2 separate regions of the Mus musculus genome follow, and region 2 is linked to region 1. A link is a contact called in public Hi-C data. All regions are on one chromosome and are shown on one strand. The core of a region is the stretch at or near the end of the contact, and the rest is flanking DNA. Distances in the headings are between cores, read along the strand shown.

Evidence for each region. Hi-C and Micro-C count contacts between places; a contact is called where the count stands out from the background.
Region 2: a Hi-C map of liver shows a contact between it and region 1, with 2.6 times the contacts expected there. The contact joins the enhancer-like site here to the promoter of Acod1 in region 1. A contact is called at or near these places in 10 of 39 promoter capture datasets (the C10 cell line, the HPC-7 cell line, embryonic stem cells and 6 more), 3 of 15 datasets of contacts at CTCF or cohesin (the G1E-ER4 cell line, large pre-B cells and stem cell-derived epiblast-like cells), 66 of 484 Hi-C or Micro-C datasets (the AML12 cell line, the Ba/F3 cell line, CD4 T cells and 38 more), 14 of 115 datasets of contacts at active chromatin or transcription factors (CD8 T cells, the NIH/3T3 cell line, bone marrow-derived macrophages and 9 more) and 2 of 9 other capture datasets (embryonic stem cells and liver).

Annotation. Positions count from the first base shown.
Region 1 is chr14:103,044,709-103,049,195 of GRCm38.p6, reverse strand. It overlaps Acod1 (aconitate decarboxylase 1), which reads right to left and starts at 2,184. Exons shown (of 5, transcript NM_008392.1): 1 at 2,117-2,184. The coding sequence starts at 2,128. It overlaps Gm41235 (predicted gene, 41235), which reads left to right and starts at 456. Exons shown (of 4, transcript NR_168885.1): 1 at 456-563; 2 at 1,110-1,232; 3 at 2,939-2,970; 4 at 3,643-4,487.
Region 2 is chr14:103,475,121-103,479,607 of GRCm38.p6, reverse strand. The region is part of intron 2 of Gm34907 (a long non-coding RNA gene); the gene reads right to left. Among named protein-coding and RNA genes, the nearest start is that of Gm34907, 13 kb to the right of the region's middle. Within about 2 kb of position 2,102, at least 94 of the 459 cell types and tissues checked have an H3K27ac peak or open chromatin away from gene starts, as enhancers often do. A contact at or near this core is called in CD8 T cells, Th1 cells, Th2 cells and 9 more, where this site is marked.

The DNA of each region.
Region 1 (4,487 bases), core at 935-3,434:
TTTTCCTCCATGAGAAGAAACCTGCTTGATGTAATTAAGTTTCCTTTCTACAAAGCAATGCACACTAGGTACATACCTCGTTAGGCATGAGGAGTTGGAAATACACAATAATGAAGTTCTTTGCCCAGTCACACTGATAATGCAGGCTGCTTGGCAGATGATGTCAACAAAGCGTGATGGGAACACAGACAGAGGGGAAGATAGGACAACTGTCCATGAAGTGAGGACATCTGGACGGGAAGTGCGTTCAGATTACTGAGCACTGGCCTTCCTGAGTTGTGTCAGGTACGGTAATGAGTGTTTCAAGTAGATAGTGCATTGTAACTCACAGCGATGTGAAAATATGCAAGCTGGTAAGCACATGACAACAGAGGTGACGGGTAACAGTGAAGGGAAGGCTAGACCGAGGTGGGAGGAGGAAGGAAGGACATTGTGGTTTGTGGCCATCACTTGTAGAAGGTGATCAAACCAGACACAAGCCCTCACGGCAAGAGGATTAGCATCTCCTGCCACTAGCAGAGGACTTAGCGATTCCTTTAATTATCAAGCTCTTCAATCCACAGGTAATAATTTTGATTCTGTGTCCCTTCACAGGAAAATATGATTTAAAAATAGCCAACTGGAAGGGGCTTCCACCACATACCTGACTTGGAGTTCCTTAGTGAACTATTAAGTAATTTTCCTTTCCACATTTGATAATCACATTATTGCCTAACTTCCTCTCCATCTCTGACTGTAACATTGCCCATTTACAAATAATAGCTAGAAGACGTGTCAGATTGGAGAATCTGAAGGGTCTAAAGTCTCTCACGATGGACTTACTGCCAAAGTAGAGACAGAGACTAGAACCCTCATCTACAGGAAAATCTTCCACCTTCTACCCACCAGCCCTTTTTTCTCTTCTTTTCTTTTTCTTTCTGAGGCAGGGTCTTTCTGTGTGGCCCTGGCTAAACTGGACTCACTATGTAGCTCAGGCTGGCTTTGAACTTTGGACAATTCTCCTGTCTCAGCCATAGCCCTATCCTTAGAGTCTTCAGATTTATAGGTCATATAACGACTGTCATTTTCAAGAGAATGGAACATTTGTTACATTTGTAAAACTTTGACAGAAAAACCAAGAGAGCTTGCAGTAGGAGAAAGCGGGAGCCGAGCCAGCCTGGAGAGCAAACAGATATTGCTGTGGATGTTTCTGTTTAGGGCCGAGGAAGACAATGATGCTGTTTTTCCTACTGGTAAGTATTTTGACAAGCATTTTATATGCAGAAGAGGAGGGAAGGAGGGAAAAGAATGGACTCAATAATAATCAGCTGGCTTGATTTCCAAGTACCAGTTAAACATTTGATGAATAGCAGATGAGGAACAGCAGCATAGATCTCAAGGCATCGGGCTGGCACTGCTTATGTGATTTACGACAGACCACTGGGCTCCCCTGACCTGATAGTGCTGAACACGATCTGAGAGCCAAAGAACAAGCCGCCCTCCCTGACCATGGAGGGAGAGATCATAAGGGGGACAATAGCTCCACTCAGATTCCTGTGAGTCATCCTTCATCTACAAGTCAAATGTCTTGCTGGCGTGCTTGACTTTATAGGGGCACTTGTCTATCTTTTTAGTAAGCTCCTGTGACTAATGTATAGATTAAAGCGGAGTATGGAGTCATTCGTTTTATAATAAGTGTCAGGAGCCCTGGCAAGTTCCCTGTGCACTGTTCTCTAAACTGCCAAACCAGTAAATGAGGCCATCCAACTTAAAAAACCTGCCAGGGGACTACAGGGTACATGAGAGCAAATAGATAATTACAGATGTGCCCCTGTGCTCCCATCACAGATGTGCTCCTGTCCCACAGAGGACACACACAAAACCAAGAGGTGGAGGTTCAGTGAACTTACCAGGCCTAACTCTCTTGCTAGGAGGAAGCAATGGGATCATGGGCATTGTCTGTCAAATACTGATGAAAGCCAACAGATAGCTAAATCAGGCAGCTCAGAGACCATAAGCAAAGCTAAGATGTCCTTTCTGCAGCAGAGCAGATAGCTAGCAAAAGACCAACTGATTGAGAAAGGAAGAATCAAGCCAGGAAGGCAGTTTAGGCAAGCGCCATCAAGTGCTACGATACCTTGAGCATCATGTTGCTCTGGAGGGTAACTGGCTCAGGAGTGGATGGCAGGAGTAGTTGCTGGCTGGGGGCCTTTAGTGGACGTGTGCCTTTATACACAGTCACTCCCTCCAGGTCTGTCCCTTTCACTTTTGTTTCAACCATGGAATTTCCACCATTTCAACACCTCCCCAATGACCTCACTTAAACTTCCTTTGTTGTGTTGTGTAGAGCTCCCTTATAGATGTAGGGCTGATGAGAGGAGGTGTTACAGCGGCCATAATCTGATGATTCCTCACAGACATAAGAAAAACTAAGTTATAATTACAGAGGGATGGCCTGTCCCAGCTAGGGGCCATAGGTGAGAAGAGTGCACACTCTCTTTACTGGGCATCCCACTCTTGAAGACTTATCACAAGGAAATAGCAAGACTATGACAGAGGAAGAAAAGCCCCCAGATCTGGAAAGGCAAGGAGTCACTCAGAGCAGCCTTCTCACAGACAGCCCATTGTCACCAACCAACCATGAAACAGCTTCTGGGAATGATGAAAAAAACAAAAAACAAAAACCCTGACTGGTTCTTATTGGACTTAGAGCCTGCTTACCAGAAGGAAATCCATGACTGGTACTGTGAACAAAGCCACCAATCACATCATAATTTCAGAGGCGATAACCCAGAGGTAACTAACGAAGTCACTAAATGTGCCATAACCTAAAGGTTATGAATCCTAGAGGAGAGCCTACCACTGCCAGTTCCCTAAACCTAGCTGCATTCTAAATACTTACTCACGCACAGATAAGTGTAGCTCTGCCCCTCATCAACGATGCTTCTTTTTATTGTAGATGGAGACGACTACTACAACTATCTATAACGAGTAAGTGAGCATGGGTGCCCAGACCTAACTGATATACCAACAATGAAACCCCTACACCTAAGGCTCAGAGACAGTTGAGAAAGTACGTGTACATATGTGTGCACACGTGTGTGTGTGTGTGTGTGTGTGTGTGTGTGTGTGTGATAACTAAAGAAGAGGCCATGAATTTGTGAGGAATGGTGGCCAGAGTTAAAAGAAGAGAAGGAGGAGGGGTGGAAATGTTGTAAATACATAAATAAATAAATTAAAATCTCAAAAAATTAATTAAAAATATCTAAATACACACCACACAGACACATGTACACACACACACACACACACACACACACACACACACACACACATGCCAAGTACACACATTTGGCTAATCAGAGACCACCTGGTTGAGTGTAATAGAGGAGAACTCTGGAAAATCATCCTTCACAGATTATTCCTTGGAGAAGAGAGAGAGAGAGAGAGAGAGAGAGAGAGAGAGAGAGAGAGAGAGAGAGAGAGAGAGAGAGAGAAAGAAGGAGGAGGAGGAAGAGGAGGAGGAGGAGGAGGAGGAGGAGGAGGAGGAGGAGGAGGAGGAGGACTTCAGAACCAGGCACCCAGGCAGGCAGGATTCTGACTCTCTGAAGTCTTCTGGTTCTGACCTGTGTCCTGGCCCTCACATGTTCCCCTTTTTTGCAGAAGAAGAGGCCTAAAGATGAAGTCCTGCTCTCAGCTGGATCCCTGTCTGACCAGGAGCTTGGCTCCCAGACTTTCTCCTGAGAAAGAAGAATGCCTTTAAGTTTTCAGAGAGGAGACAGACTAGTTAAGAGTCTTGCCACACTGGAGGCTTCTGTCCCGGGCAGAGAATGTGCTCAGAGCAGTCTACAGGCTCTTTCTGCAGCTGCAGGTTGGGGGACTCATCTTCCTTCAGTCCACAAAGCTTCATATTTTGAATTCAGAAGGTAATTCATTCATGCAACTACTTGGACTACCCAAGATTCATTGCTTCAGAGACTTGCAGAGATTTGCAACTCAAGCCTTCAAGACCTGCCAGAGACAGGAGGTATGCTAGGCTTGTTACCCCTGTCAATGATCACTCTGCAGAATTGTTCTGCCAGGGATTGCTATTGGCTAGCACTCCAAAGCCCCTAACAGCGTTCAAACTGTAATACTTACCAACAGTTTTTGTGTGTCCCCCTGAAGCCTGGTGAGATCACAGGGCTGTAACACTTGTAACTTATGGGCTAGGCACCCTGAGGCCTGTTGAGGACATGCAACTGTAACTCCCACAATCTTTCTTAATTTGTACCCTGAAGACTGCTGAGAGCATAGAGCTGCAGCCCTGACACTGAATCTTGGTTGGCATCCTGCCACTGGCAAGGATCTCAGAGGATGTGTTTGAGTCTTGACTGTCCTCTTTGAATTGTTTCAACGTGGCAAATATGGTTTTCTAAATTTCCCTTTGCTGTCTACTGACTTCATTATTGGAAGATGTGCAAGAACCTGATACCGGAGAATTAACTATCTCAACTGTTAACTGGCTG
Region 2 (4,487 bases), core at 853-3,352, 430 kb before region 1:
CTTTAAAAGTAACATCAAAAGTTATCCATGCAGAGGTCAGTTAGCCAGAGGGTTCGGAGAGCACCCACAATAAGCTAAAGTCTTTGTCATGTGTGCGTAGCTTCCGTCCTAATGCATTACAAAATCACAAAGATATCTTTCTCCTAGGTCTATCTGCCACTTGCACCAATCAATGAGCAAGCTAAAGGAGAGCGCCTCATCTTTTTTCTTGAGTATTTTAAGCCCTTAAATCTTTCTGATTCTTCCAGCAAAACAACATTGCTTGACAATAACTGTGCATTATTTATGGTTTCCTCCATCTGTGTTTTATATCGCTCATAACAGCAAGCCCAGAACCCCATATCTGCTTTATCAGCTGTGCCAGCTTTATTCCTGCAGTGTTAATCCCAGTGGGCCAGAAATGAAGTCTGGCAACCCCTCATCTCACCCCTAGCATCTATCTTTTGCATAGATACCCAACATACATACCTGCTTACTAATTTTACTTCTCCCTCTAAAAAGTTTACCCTACCGAGTATAGAATTTTTATTTGCTTGGTTTCTAAGAATCAGTCCACAGCACATGCCATACTGTGAGCAATCAAAGAAAAGCGCTCACACAAGAATCAAAACCAAGAACCGTCTACCACGCGATGCAGCTATACGCTTCCAGGCTACTTATCCAAAGGATCCAGGTCAATATACCAGAGAGATATTTACACACCAATGCTCATCGCAGTCTTAGTCTCAGCTGCTAAGTTATAGAATCAATCTAGGAGTTCAACAACAGAATAGAAAAGGAAAACAAGGTAGAGTTATACCATGGGATTTCCCTAGCCATAAAGAAGATAAAAGCTATGTTATTTGCAGGAAAGCATGTACAACTGAAACTACTAATATAAAGTAAATTAAGCCAGTCTTGGAATGATAAATATTAAGTTTTCTTTTATTTGTGGTCTTGATGTATGTATGTGTGTGTGTGTGTTTGTGTGTGTGTGTATGTATACTATATAGTAGTATTTAGTAAATTAGTATATAGTATATACTAATATACCATATTAGTATATAGTATACAGTATAATAGTCTATGCTAGTATACTAACATATATAGTGTATATACATATACACTATATATGTTAGTATAGATATATGTATATATATATATATATAAATTAGTGAGTATATATACACATATATAGTAGTATACAGTAATATTAGTATAGGTATATATTAACATACCATATTAGTATATAGTATAATAGTACATGCTAATATACTAACATATATAGTATATATACATTAGTAAGTGAGGATACACACACATATATATGTGTATACATATGACATGAAAATTGAAGTGAAACTGTACAGGGGAACAAAGTGGCTAATGTGGGGAGGAGAGAGAAGAAAAGGGCAGGAGCAGGGGAAGATGCTCAGCAAGCAGTACAGACTTGTATGAGAATGTCCTCGTGGACAAAAACAACAGCTTGGTTTTCACTTCCCTTTAGTTTCTAACAAAACACAGCAAACTCTAGTTCCCCATATTTTTTCTGTGAGTCTGTTCCGCTTAACCTACTTTTTAAACAGGATTTTCTAGATGCCTAGAAAAGAAACTGACCTTGAGTTGTTAAAGAAGATACAGAAATTATTTTTTAAATGCTGGGAATTTCACATAAACACTCAAAAGACTTAAGAAGTCTATTTATCAATGTTGCAGTCATAACCAATTCCCAGAATCAAACAATAGGATTTATTGAGCAAAGCTATTCGAAAGCAGCTCCTAACATGAACCATCGCAGCACAGTCAGGGACCGTGAATACTAGCCCCTGCTGCTGGAGATATGGGCACTAATGTCTCCAGGAGGTGCCTGGTACACCACTCCCGAGTGTTCAAATACACGCTCAATGCCCAGTGTGCAGAACAGGTGGACCTAGCCCTCAGCCCAGCTCCAGGCTCTAATAGCAAGGGTGTGGAGAGGTGAACAGATAGCATGGCATCCCAAGGAAAACATTTCCCAAACAGAGATGGGCTTTGAGGCTTGGTTGTAAGGTACAACTTAACGAAACTGTCTGCATCTCCTGCACTGCAGGCCTAGAGAGAGATGGGTGGTGCTAAATGCAGACAGAAGTGGGTGTGGTTTGCACACACAGACACAGACATACACACACACCTTCACTTTCAATTTCAACTTGAGCTGGGTTTCCTCTTTTTTTTTTTTTTTTTTTTAATCTTCTTGTTTAGTTTGTGATTAAAATGTTAGGTCAGCACACGACATCATGGGTCTCACTGTGGTAGTGTGGTACCTTCACGCACACACACTCATCCTCCTCCCTGTCCTCTCCCTGCTGGCCTCCTCCCTGCTCCTTGCTCCCCTTCCTTCTTTAGACAGGCCTTCTTTCTGCTTTCTTTTTTTTTCCATTTTTTATTAGGTATTTAGCTCATTTACATTTCCAATGCTATACCAAAAGTCCCCCATACCCACCCACCCCCACTCCCCTACCCACCCACTCCCCCTTTTTGGCCCTGGCATTCCCCTGTACTGGGGCATATAAAGTTTGCATGTCCAATGAGAAACTCTTTCCAGTGATGGCCGACTAGGCCATCTTTTGATACATATGCAGCTAGAGTCAAGAGCTCCGGGGTACTGGTTAGTTCATAATGTTGTTCCATCTATAGGGTTGCAGATCCCTTTAGCTCCTTGGCTACTTTCTCTAGCTCCTCCATTGGGAGCCCTGTGATCCATCCAGTAGTTGACTGTGAGCATCTACTTCTGTGTTTGCTAGGCCCCGGCATAGTCTCACAAGAGACAGCTACATCTGGGTCCTTTCAATAAAATCTTGCTAGTGTATGCAATGGTGTCAGCGTTTGGATGCTGATTATGAGGTGGATCCCTGGATATGGCAGTCTCTACATGGTCCATCCTTTCATCTCAGCTCCAAACTTTGTCTCTGTAACTCCCTCCTTCCATGGGTGTTTTGTTCCCACTTCTAAGGAGGGGCATAGTGTCCACACTTCAGTCTTCATTTTTCTTGAGTTTCATGTGTTTAGGAAATTGTATCTTATATCTTGGGTATCCTAGGTTTTGGGCTAATATCCACTTATCAGTGAGTACATATTGTGTGAGTTCCTTTGTGATTCTTTCTGCTTTCTTATCTTATGTAGTCTAACACCTCTGTGCCTCACTCTACATTATCTCTTCAAGCTTCTCATAACCAAAACCAGACATGAAGCTTCTCGTGCAGAAATTAAGTACAATGGGTTGGGAGCCAGATTTTTTTTTTTTTTTTTTTTTTTTGGTTTTTCGAGACAGGGTTTCTCTGTGTAGCCCTGGCTGTCCTGGAATTCACTCTGTAGTCCAGGCTGGCCTCGAACTCAGAAATCCACCTGCCTCTGCCTCCCAAGTGCTGGGATTAAAGGCGTGTGCCACCACTGCCTGGCTGTGAGCCAGATTTTTCAAGATCAGAAGCTATTATTTAAAAATTTCCTCAAAACATAATGTATTCTGTGAGGCTTCTTGGCAAAATATTTTACTTAACTTTTCATATATTCATGCTTACTCTCTCCAACTATAATTACTTCAAATTGCTAATCATGGTACATTTCTATCAAAGCAGTAAACATATAAAGCATGGGCACACACACGCGCGCGCGCACACACACACACACACACACAGAGATAGAGACAGAGACAGACAGAGACAAAGTCAGAGAACTTGCTCCGTAGACCATGTTGGCCTTGAACTCAGAGTCCTCCTGTCTCTGCCTTGAATGCTGAGATGAAAGACATTCCCCACCACATCTGGCTACGTTTTCATTTTTCTTTAACATAGGCATTTACGAAAAACAATCTAAGTTAAGGTTTGCTTGTGTTTAGCTATCAGGCAATATCAAGATTATCCGTGCAATCCCATGTAGATTTGTCTGCTCGGAGACAAATGTTAATGGTGTCCTTTAAAAATGAATCCCTTGTTCCTTCTGCCATGTGAGTATGTAGCAGGAAGGTGGCCACCAATGAACCACACAGACACTTATCTGTCAGACAACAAATAAGCCAGCACCGTGACCATGACCCTGTCTGTCTCCAGAGCCGTGAGAGACAGACAGGGTCATGGTCTGTTGCTTGCCATGCAGTTTGCACTGCGGTTTAGAGCACAAGGACTCTCAGGAGCCAGCGAGCATTAAGTGCACAGGACCCAATACAGCATCAGCAACAGGAGCTCAAGCAAAACTTTCGCCTATGGAAGCTCAGTCACTTCGTAGAAAAGCAAATGGTAGTGCTCTGGAAGTACAGAGTAGAATCAAACACATGATAGATTCCCCATGCAAGTCAAAAAAAAAAAAGAAGAAGAGAAAAAAAAAAAAAAGACTCAGTTGCTAAGCCCAACTTGGGTTAATTAAAGTGCAGTGATAAACATATTTAAAGTGTGCACTATTCTTAACCCACCATAGTCATGAAGGCTATTCCCTCTAGATTAACTAACTTCTCAAAGTATAATTTAATCATTTTA